Regions from separate parts of the Sus scrofa genome. Here regions 1 and 3 are each linked to region 2. The links are chromatin contacts, called in public Hi-C and HiChIP or PLAC-seq maps. All regions are on one chromosome and are shown on one strand. The core of a region is the stretch at or near the end of the contact, and the rest is flanking DNA. Distances in the headings are between cores, read along the strand shown.

Region 1 (2,728 bases), core at 133-2,632, 390 kb after region 2:
TTAGAACTGTCATTACCTAGCACTGGAACCTGCCTACCAGGAAATGCTGTTAGGCTAGGAGGTGCTGTCCCTATTTGGGGTGCAGGGCGGGACTTTAGTCCCTGCACTTCAGACTTGCTTTTGGTAACTTGCTTTTGGTAACTCTTGGAAGCACTGTGACTTCTTTTAGAATCTCTAACTGGACTAAAAGTCTAAGTCACTGCAGTAATCTAGTAGTCACCTGACAGACTAATCAAAATGGGGTTTAGACAGTTTATTGTGCATATTCCTTTTACAGGAATTTTGACCTTTAAGATAACAAATATGCCTGCTGCTTTTCCTACTTTTGGGGTGACTGAGGTAAAAAAACTATGGCTTTATTTTTCCATCCCTCAACTAGAAAAGGTAACCAGAATTCCAACCAGGTAAAAGTAGCTAAGTTCACAGCGAACTGCAATCAGCTTCACAGATTAAGCATATTGTACTCCAGAGTATGTTCAATCTATCAAAAGAGAATTTCAAGTACCAATTTTAAAATACTAATCAGTATCGTCCAAAGAACAGATTCGTCTTCTTGAGATGCGTCTTCTGGAGAATAAGCGTGCTTACGACTCACATCTGTACCATCTGAAAAAGCAGTCTCGCCAAACGGATGCTGTTCGATCGTTGCATCATAATACACTTTCATTTCAAACTCGCTCTCGTGGTGGGACGGGTGTCCGTAGATCCCTATTCCCACGGGGCGCTGGAAATGCGCTGGAATGAAAACCACGTCCTGGCCACACGTGACAGACTGTAACTCATAGTCGTCAAAGCTCGGATGGAGGGTGGTGTCAGATACGTACAGGTCCGCGTCCCCTTTTAAGCTCTGCATCTTAAGCACTATCTTTCCTTCATGGTTTAACCTCAAATAACTGTAATTCCCAGCTCCTATCTGGCCCTGAACCACGTGCAGGAGGACCCACTCTTCCGGAACTTCGTCCGCGTCGAAGGCACCCACCCAGGAGGCAGCCTGAGATGCTAGAAGCAGCAGAAGGGCGCTCTTCCACGGAGCTGCCATGACGGGCGCCTAGAGCGGTGCCTTCCTCATGAGTCAGTGTCCTGCAGGCAAACGACAGGGGACACGTTCAGCACGTCGGGACGCGTCGGGGTCCCCTGCCCGGAGCCGCAGCCTTCCGGGCCCCGGCGGCCGCCCCGCGCTGCCCTCGCGCCGGCTCGGGGAAGGGGCTCCCCGGGGAGGGGACCCGACGGGGAGGAAGGCGGGCGCGCGGACGAGGGGAGCGGGCGCGGCGCCGGGTGGGTCCGAGCGGGGGGCCGATCCCCGCCCCTGGACTCACCGCCGCTCCCCGCAGGCGCCGCGCCGGAGAAGCCGGAAGTGAGGCACGCCCGGAAGTGAGGCGAGGCCCGGAAATAGAGTAGTGCGGGGCTTCCGGGTTCTCGCGAGAATGGCGTAACCATGGCGACGGGGGCGGGACGCAGCGCCTGAGCGCTCCGGGCTCAGCTAGATTGCGGCCGCCTGGCCGCCTAGCGTCTGCTCCCGAGGGTTCCCAGGTGAGAAACCGGTGCACCCGAGGGGCCGTTAACCCGTCCGGGGACCTGTTAACCTGTACCGTATCTCTTAAGAACATGGTACTTCTTTTTTATTTTTTTTTTCCTCGTCTTTTTGCCATTTCTAGGGCCGCTCCCGCGGCATATGGAGGTTCCCAGGCTAGGGGTCCAATCGGAGCTGCAGCTGCCAGCCTACGCCAGAGCCACAGCAACGCGGGATCCGAGCCGCTGTCTGCAGCCTACACCACAGCTCATGGCAACACCGGATCTTTAACCCGCTGAGCAAGGCCAGGGATCGAACCCGCAACCTCATGGTTCCTAGTCGGATTCGTTAACTCCCAAGAACATGGTACTTCTTGAAATGCTCCTAAAAGGATTCAAAATGGAGTTGTATTTATATGAAGGATTTATTTTGTTAATTTGGAATTAATGGGAACCCGTTGTCCACTGAAAAATATCCTAAGAAAGATTATGCGCATTTTCGTACCACACTTTTGTGTTGGTTACAAGGCTTGTGTTTCGTTGTAGAACTTGCAGTATCACTTTTGTGGAAACCGGTTGGAGTGTAAATTAAAAAAACAGGCAATGGCTCTTGTGCCCCTTTCTGCAGAACCTGAACTCTGCCAAGTAGCTGCAAAATGTGAGTTGGTCAGGCTGTTAATGAGATCGCCGTGTGTGGGGTTAAAGAACTGTGCATGTCGCCCACACGGAATCGTTACCTTTGCTGCCTGTAAAAGAGGCAGGACAGTCTTAGGGCTGATTATTTTGGCGGGTTGATTCGCCTGAGGTTGGGAGCAGCTGCATCCACGCTGGTCACTGGCTTGGGCTGTTGATGGAGGTGTCACTAGTGGGTCTCCTCTCTTCCTCCTGCAAGAAGCGTCTGGTACATGTGATGCCCCTTCTGAACCCTGTCGGTTTTCTTTTTTTTTTTTTTTTTTTTTGTCTTTTTGCTATTTTCTTGGGCCGCTTTCGCGGCATATGGAGGTTCCCAGGCTAGGGGTCGAATCGGAGCTGTAGCCACTGGCCTATGCCAGAGCCGCAGCAACGCAGGATCCGAGCCGCGTCTGCAACCTACACCACAGCTCACGGCAACGCCGGATCGTTAACCCACTGAGCAAGGGCAGGGACCGAACCCGCAACCTCATGGCTCCTAGTCGGATTCGTTAACCACTGCGCCACGATGGGAACTCCCCCTGGCGGT
Region 2 (2,751 bases), core at 159-2,658:
TCAAGAAACGGTATGTGTGGAGATGAGCAGTGGGCGACCTAACACAGCCAAGTGTTTTCAATGTCTCCCTGAACACAAGCACTAAGGAATGCACAGCTGGAGTCCTGAGACAGAGGGACGGCAAGGTGAGTGTGTTTGGGGCGGCGGTGAGCAGCTGTGGCACAGCTTAGAGATAGCAGAGCCGGGGTGATGGGGAGATCAACATACAGAGAATGCGTGGTGTGAAGTCTGTGGTGGTCAGAGAGGGTAGCTCCTAACAGCATGGTCCAAACATGGTCAGCACGTAGATGGGAGGCCACGACTCAGAAATGACAGAGAACTGGAGGACAAAGCCAAGGATGACACCAGACACGGAGGAAGCACAGAGCACAGCTGCAGGCCATATTTAGGAGGTGAAAGGAGAGGAAACTGATGCTGCACATCTGCCATTCCATGTCCCTCACTCTTTGAATTATCTACTCAAATGCTCCGGCCGAAAATCTGGAAATCAATGGAAATACCACCACCTCTTTTTTCGCATCAATCTCATCTCCAAGCTCTACTACCATTTCCAGATCTTCAGTTCTGAAACTTCTCTTTCCTAAACGACTGCACACACACTCTTACCAAGTGCAGTCACCCCACCACCACCCTACACCTGCCAGACCCTTTTAACATTAGGACCCGGATCACATCACTTCCTTGCTCCCAAATCTCTTGAGCATCCTTCCATTCCTATCTCCAAGCAACATTCTTTCCGGAACACGTCAGACTGTCTCAATCCCACATGTCTTCTGTTCCCTCTGCTGGAAATCAACGGCCTCTTGCTCCTCAGCACCTCCCAACTCTTATGGGAAATTCAGCTCAACCCTCCCCCCCCATACAGAAACTTCTGGGCCCTCGTCGGCCAACTTGAACTAATCATCCTCTCAGCTCCTGGGGCGTCATCCCACCGGCCTTTCCTTCCCTGGAGAACTGGTGCTTGCTGGGTGCTGGGACCCCGGCTCAGCAAAGCTGGACGAGTGAGGGAAGGCGCCCGAGTTCGGAGACCAAGCGGAGAGATCAGAGGACGCCTCCTTAGGGGACGGCAGGAGCAGCGATGCGGCTCACTAGGTCCAGGGACCGCACGCCGACCCGGAACTGCACACCTCTCTCTGGGGAGGGGTTGGGCCAAGACGGCGCCAGAAGGCGCAGGCAGGGTGCCTGGTTGTGGGGTCGGACGGTCAGGGACACGCGGCCCAGGGACCGTGACGGCGCAGAACCGCGAGCTCGGCCAACCGCGCGGAGGCGACGGCCGAGAGCCGGTCCGGACGCGCTGGGCCCGCAGGCCCGGCCCTACCTAGAGACGCGCCAGCACAGAGATGCGCCCGCGCCGCTCTCGGCCCGCCGCAGTCGCTTCGCACTTCCGCTTCCGCTCGGGCGCTTCCGCTCGAAGGACCGCCCTGGGGCGGGGCCTGCGAGACGGACCCGGGAGGCGCCGGGTGGCGGGCGGGGGGAGGAAGGGGAGGGCCGAGATGCGCGGGCGCCGCGGCCGTCGCCGCGGAAACCTCGCGGTTCTTCCGAGGTCGGGGTCGCACCTCGCTCGGCTTCCGCAGGCTCGCCCGGCCGCGCCGGCTGGGGTCTTGACACCGCGGCTCGGCTTTAGGGCGCTCGGAGGGCGGGGCGCGCTGCTGGGAGAAGGCAGAAAGTCCCTGAGTCCCGGCCCTCGCAGGAGGCAGGCGGGCCTGAACGCGTGGGCTTCCCGGCCGAGGGACCTTGGTTAGACGATGGCCTTTTGCGTTGAGGACAGCGCTTCCCGGAGCGCGCCGACGAACACAGCAGAGCACGGCAAGCTCCAGATGAAGGGGAGCTTCTGAGCATTGCTGTGACCACGGCCCTGGAGCCCAGAGCTGTTGATGCGCAGGCTTGCGGATCTGGAACGGGGCGAGAGAGCCGAGAGCTCCGGACGAGCAGCCGCCGCAGGGGAGGAGGCGAGGACGCGAGTCACCTCGACCTCGTTTCTGCAGCTGCCTTAAGACCAGTAAAGTTCACAGTAGGCTGGGAGATAAGGCAGGCTTCCGATTATACACAGTTGCCATTCCTCTGGCCACAATGTCACCCTTTTCTCTACAACCAAAAGAACATTTTGGCAGCCAATCTAGTTTTTATTTTTTAAGTAAATAATGTTTAATGTATTAATAATGTCAAGTTACTTAAGGTACATCGGAAAACCTGTCTTTACACATGGCATACCTCAGGAGGGCTGCCGTAAGCACCAGGGGCTAGAGGCTACAATCAGGGAAGTAAGATGGTCAGATATTGTTCCTGCAGAGTCTCTTGCAGATCAAGCACTCAAAAAGCATTACCAAATTGAAGTGACACCGGATGTATGTGTGTATTAGACAGTTTGGAAAGGAATCTCTGCATTCGGCTTTCATTTCCTGTCGATTTTTTTCCCCCTAACATCAAGAAAACAGTTCTCAGCACCAAATACTTGTTGGGCACCATAGGGTCAACACCAACAAGTGTGTGAAATTGTCTCTAGTCTTCAGCACACATGTGGTTGGGGAGACAAATACCCACCTCAAAGATGAGGGAACAAGTGAAACGTAGAGTAAGTTTTATAACATGGAGGGTGAAGAAGGCAGCAAAAAGACCATGAGAGCTGAGCCTGGAAGGATGGGTAGGATCTGAGACAAGATCAGCGGAGGAACGACTTGAGAGGCAGAAGGAGCAACCTAGGAAAGAGAGTGCCAGGGTTTCAGCTGGTGTGAGGGAGCAGCCAGGGACTCC
Region 3 (2,903 bases), core at 48-2,547, 350 kb after region 2:
TAAAAACAAGAGTTAATGAATGACTGACTCCTCCCACTCTGAGGTGGAAGACATCCTCCAAGACTCCAAGAACTTTAGCTTTGGGGGATGGCTGTACCCTATCCCTACCAACAGACATAGAGTTCTTGGAGCTGGCTTCTAGGTTAACTTTTAAGTCCATACCCTCTCAGACAAGGAAAGGCCCTGCTGCTAGATAAGAAATAAAATCCAACCTTAAATCAACAATTAAAGGTTGCAATGCTGTCACTCGTGACAATTAAATATATCCTGTGTATTATACTAAGAATGTGCCTGTCCGCCTCTGGAAGCCAGAAGCCCTGCATGTTTGTGCGTGCACACACTTCCCAACACACACACAGGGGATCGGACACTTCACGGTCCTGCCCAGAGCAGCACAGAGTAGCGCAAAGGGCCTGTGCTTGAGAGCTAGAATGCTGTGAATTCTTCCTCAGACTCTTTCTACTTCTTGCCTTGAAGAAGTTACTTAACATATCTAGGGCTTTTAACTGTAAAATGGTGCAAAATGTTATCACCTCCTAAGGTTGCAGTACTCAGAGATGATACTCGAAGAGCCCTAGCACCAGTACTCAAAAAGCAGTAGCTATTGCTAAAACTGACGAGAGGCGTTTGACATTTAATTCCCTGAACGAGGAAAGTAAGGGAAACCCTTATTGGGAAGCAAACACAGAATCCGAGCTAGAGCCAGTTAATGAGACCCTAGCAATTTAGTCCTGGGATATCAAAGTGGCCCCAAAATGTCAAACATGATTTCAATTTGCAAGTGTGGACCAGAGGCGAGTACTGCTACACGGTACTTCCCACACTGCGTGGCGCAGCCCCAGAGAAAACCTGCTTTAGGAGCGAAGGCAGTCGGAACAAGCACTAAGCGCAGCCGCGCGCCACCCGCGCGAACAGCTCGAGGCTGTGGCGGCCGCGCAGCTCGGCCTCCACAGCGCGCACAGCAGCGGCCCGGCTCCCCCCGCACGCACTCGCGGCCTTTGGCCTGACCCTGCGCCCGCGGGACGGCGCGGGGTCGGGCGGCGCCAGGGAGCAGGCGCCCACCCACGGCAGGGACGGCGCTGGCCGCACGCCGCACCCCGAGGGGCGCGCTCGCCGCGCTCAGGGGCCTCGGCCCCGCCACCCTACCTCCATGACTTCCGGCTCCCGCCGCGGCGCCGAGGGATGACGCACCGCCGGCTCGCGCCTCCCTGCGGCGCACTTCCGGCCGGGGCGGCGCAGGCGCGAGACTGGCGCTCTCGCGGGAAGCGGCGGAGTCGTTGGGGTGGCCTGACCTCGGTGCGCGCCTGCGGCCGCGATGGAGAAGCGGGGCCGCGGCGGGCGGATGCCCCCGTCTCAGGCGCCTCAGCAGCCGCCGGCGACGCCTCGGAAAGAGAGGCGGCCTAGCATGTTCGAGAAGGAGGCAGTGAGTGCGGAGCGGCGGGACGCCCTGCGGGCCTGCGTGCGGCCCCGCCGAGGCCTTGGTTCTCCCCGGGCTTCCGCAGGCGCTTTTCCAGAAACAGGCTTTTGGTGTGTCTGGTGCTGCCACGCACACCCTGGGGGAGTGTCACCGGCCTGAAATGAGTGCACGTGTGCCGGGCTTCAAGCCGGGTTTTGTATACCCACGCCGAGAATGAGATACTTCGAGGGTTTGGTTTGGTTTTTTCTGAGGGCCACGCCCGCGGCACAGGCGGCTCGCAGTCTAGGGCTCGAGTCGGAGCTGCGGCAGCGGGATCCGTAACCCACCGCGGGGCCAGGGGTGGAACCCGCGGCCTCGAGCTTACACGTTGGGTTTATTTCTGTTAGGATACAAGGGGAACGCCAGGATGTTTTGAGTTTTTGAAAACAGCACTTGTCTCAGTCTTTGAAGAACCTACAAAGGAGAAATTAACTTACTATCTGAAATGAATGGAAAATGTCTCAGTTTTATTGGCGGTATAACACCAGGACTTCTCTATGGTCATGGTGTGAAAACCGTTATTTTAATCGATACAATTTTTTCTTTGCTTTTTAGGGCCGCACCTGCAGCTTACAGAAGTTCCCAGGCGTGGGGTGCAGTCAGCTACAGCTGCCGGCCTACACCACAGCCGAAGCAACTTCGGATCCGAGCCGCATCTGCAGCCTACACCACAGCTCCCGCAGCGCCAGATCCTTAACCCCCTGATTGAACCCACAACCTCAGGGATACTGGTTGGGTTCCTGCTGAGCTACACCAGGAAACCCTGATCCTCCATTTTTTATTGGAACTTTGAGAGAGAGAAGGATTGGTCCAAGGGTGCAAAACTAGTGATAGAGCTGGGACTTCCGGTCCACTCGTCTGTAATGGTTTCTTTTCATTCATGGAACTCGTAGTCAACAGAATAAAGGAGAGAGAGCAAGCAAAACACTAATTTTTGAAGCTCCCAAAACATTTAAAGTAACAGAGTTCCCCACCCCACATCTCCCCCCCCCCAAATCATGGCAACATTTCAGGTTCTGATGAGTTCTTTGGTGTCTGCCTTGTACAGAGGAGAGAAACTAAAGGAGAAGAAAATGAACAAGTTCACAGAACTAAAAAAAGCACAGCGAGGCTAGAAACCTGAATATGTTGGACCTTAAATTTATGCTCCCAGAAGCTATGTTGTATTGCCTCATGATAAGTGAGTGACAGGTCAATCACCTGTAGTGATGAAAGATGCTTGTATTTTGAGGCAAAGTTGCCTTTTATAAACTTAACTCCCTACTCAAGATCTGAAGTCTTGAAAAATGAGGAAGCCTGGATCTAAAAGGAGGGGACATGTAGATACACTTGCTATATAGGCGAGAATCTAGGAAATGGGCCAGGGACTAAGGCTGTACTTGCTTATGTGATAAGGATGTGATCAGTCATAACTGTCTTTAAAATCTGGCTTCTGGAGTTCCCGTCG

The links. Hi-C and Micro-C count contacts between places; a contact is called where the count stands out from the background. HiChIP or PLAC-seq counts read pairs in DNA pulled down with a chosen protein or histone mark.
Region 1: a Hi-C map of liver shows a contact between it and region 2, with 5 times the contacts expected there. The contact joins the promoter of C1H6orf120 here to the promoter of FAM120B in region 2. A contact is called at or near these places in 2 of 5 promoter capture datasets (fetal skeletal muscle and liver), 6 of 47 Hi-C or Micro-C datasets (fetal heart ventricle, liver, omental adipose tissue and 1 more) and 2 of 2 datasets of contacts at active chromatin or transcription factors (alveolar macrophages and skeletal muscle).
Region 3: an H3K27ac HiChIP or PLAC-seq map of alveolar macrophages shows a contact between it and region 2. The contact joins the promoter of TCTE3 here to the promoter of FAM120B in region 2. A contact is called at or near these places in 1 of 5 promoter capture datasets (liver) and 2 of 2 datasets of contacts at active chromatin or transcription factors (alveolar macrophages and skeletal muscle).

Annotation. Positions count from the first base shown.
Region 1 is chr1:577,059-579,786 of Sscrofa11.1, forward strand. C1H6orf120 (UPF0669 protein C6orf120 homolog) reads right to left here and starts at 1,383. Exons shown (of 2, transcript XM_003480211.4): 1 at 1,317-1,383; 2 at 1-1,080. The coding sequence starts at 1,039. The coding sequence ends at 485. WDR27 (WD repeat-containing protein 27) reads left to right here and starts at 1,433. Exons shown (of 19, transcript XR_002342137.1): 1 at 1,433-1,530.
Region 2 is chr1:185,375-188,125 of Sscrofa11.1, forward strand. It overlaps FAM120B (constitutive coactivator of peroxisome proliferator-activated receptor gamma), which reads right to left and starts at 1,409. Exons shown (of 9, transcript XM_021085513.1): 1 at 1,319-1,409.
Region 3 is chr1:539,713-542,615 of Sscrofa11.1, forward strand. It overlaps TCTE3 (tctex1 domain-containing protein 3), which reads left to right and starts at 1,298. Exons shown (of 4, transcript XM_021085664.1): 1 at 1,298-1,423. The coding sequence starts at 1,316. It overlaps ERMARD (endoplasmic reticulum membrane-associated RNA degradation protein), which reads right to left and starts at 1,236. Exons shown (of 18, transcript XM_021085596.1): 1 at 1,147-1,236.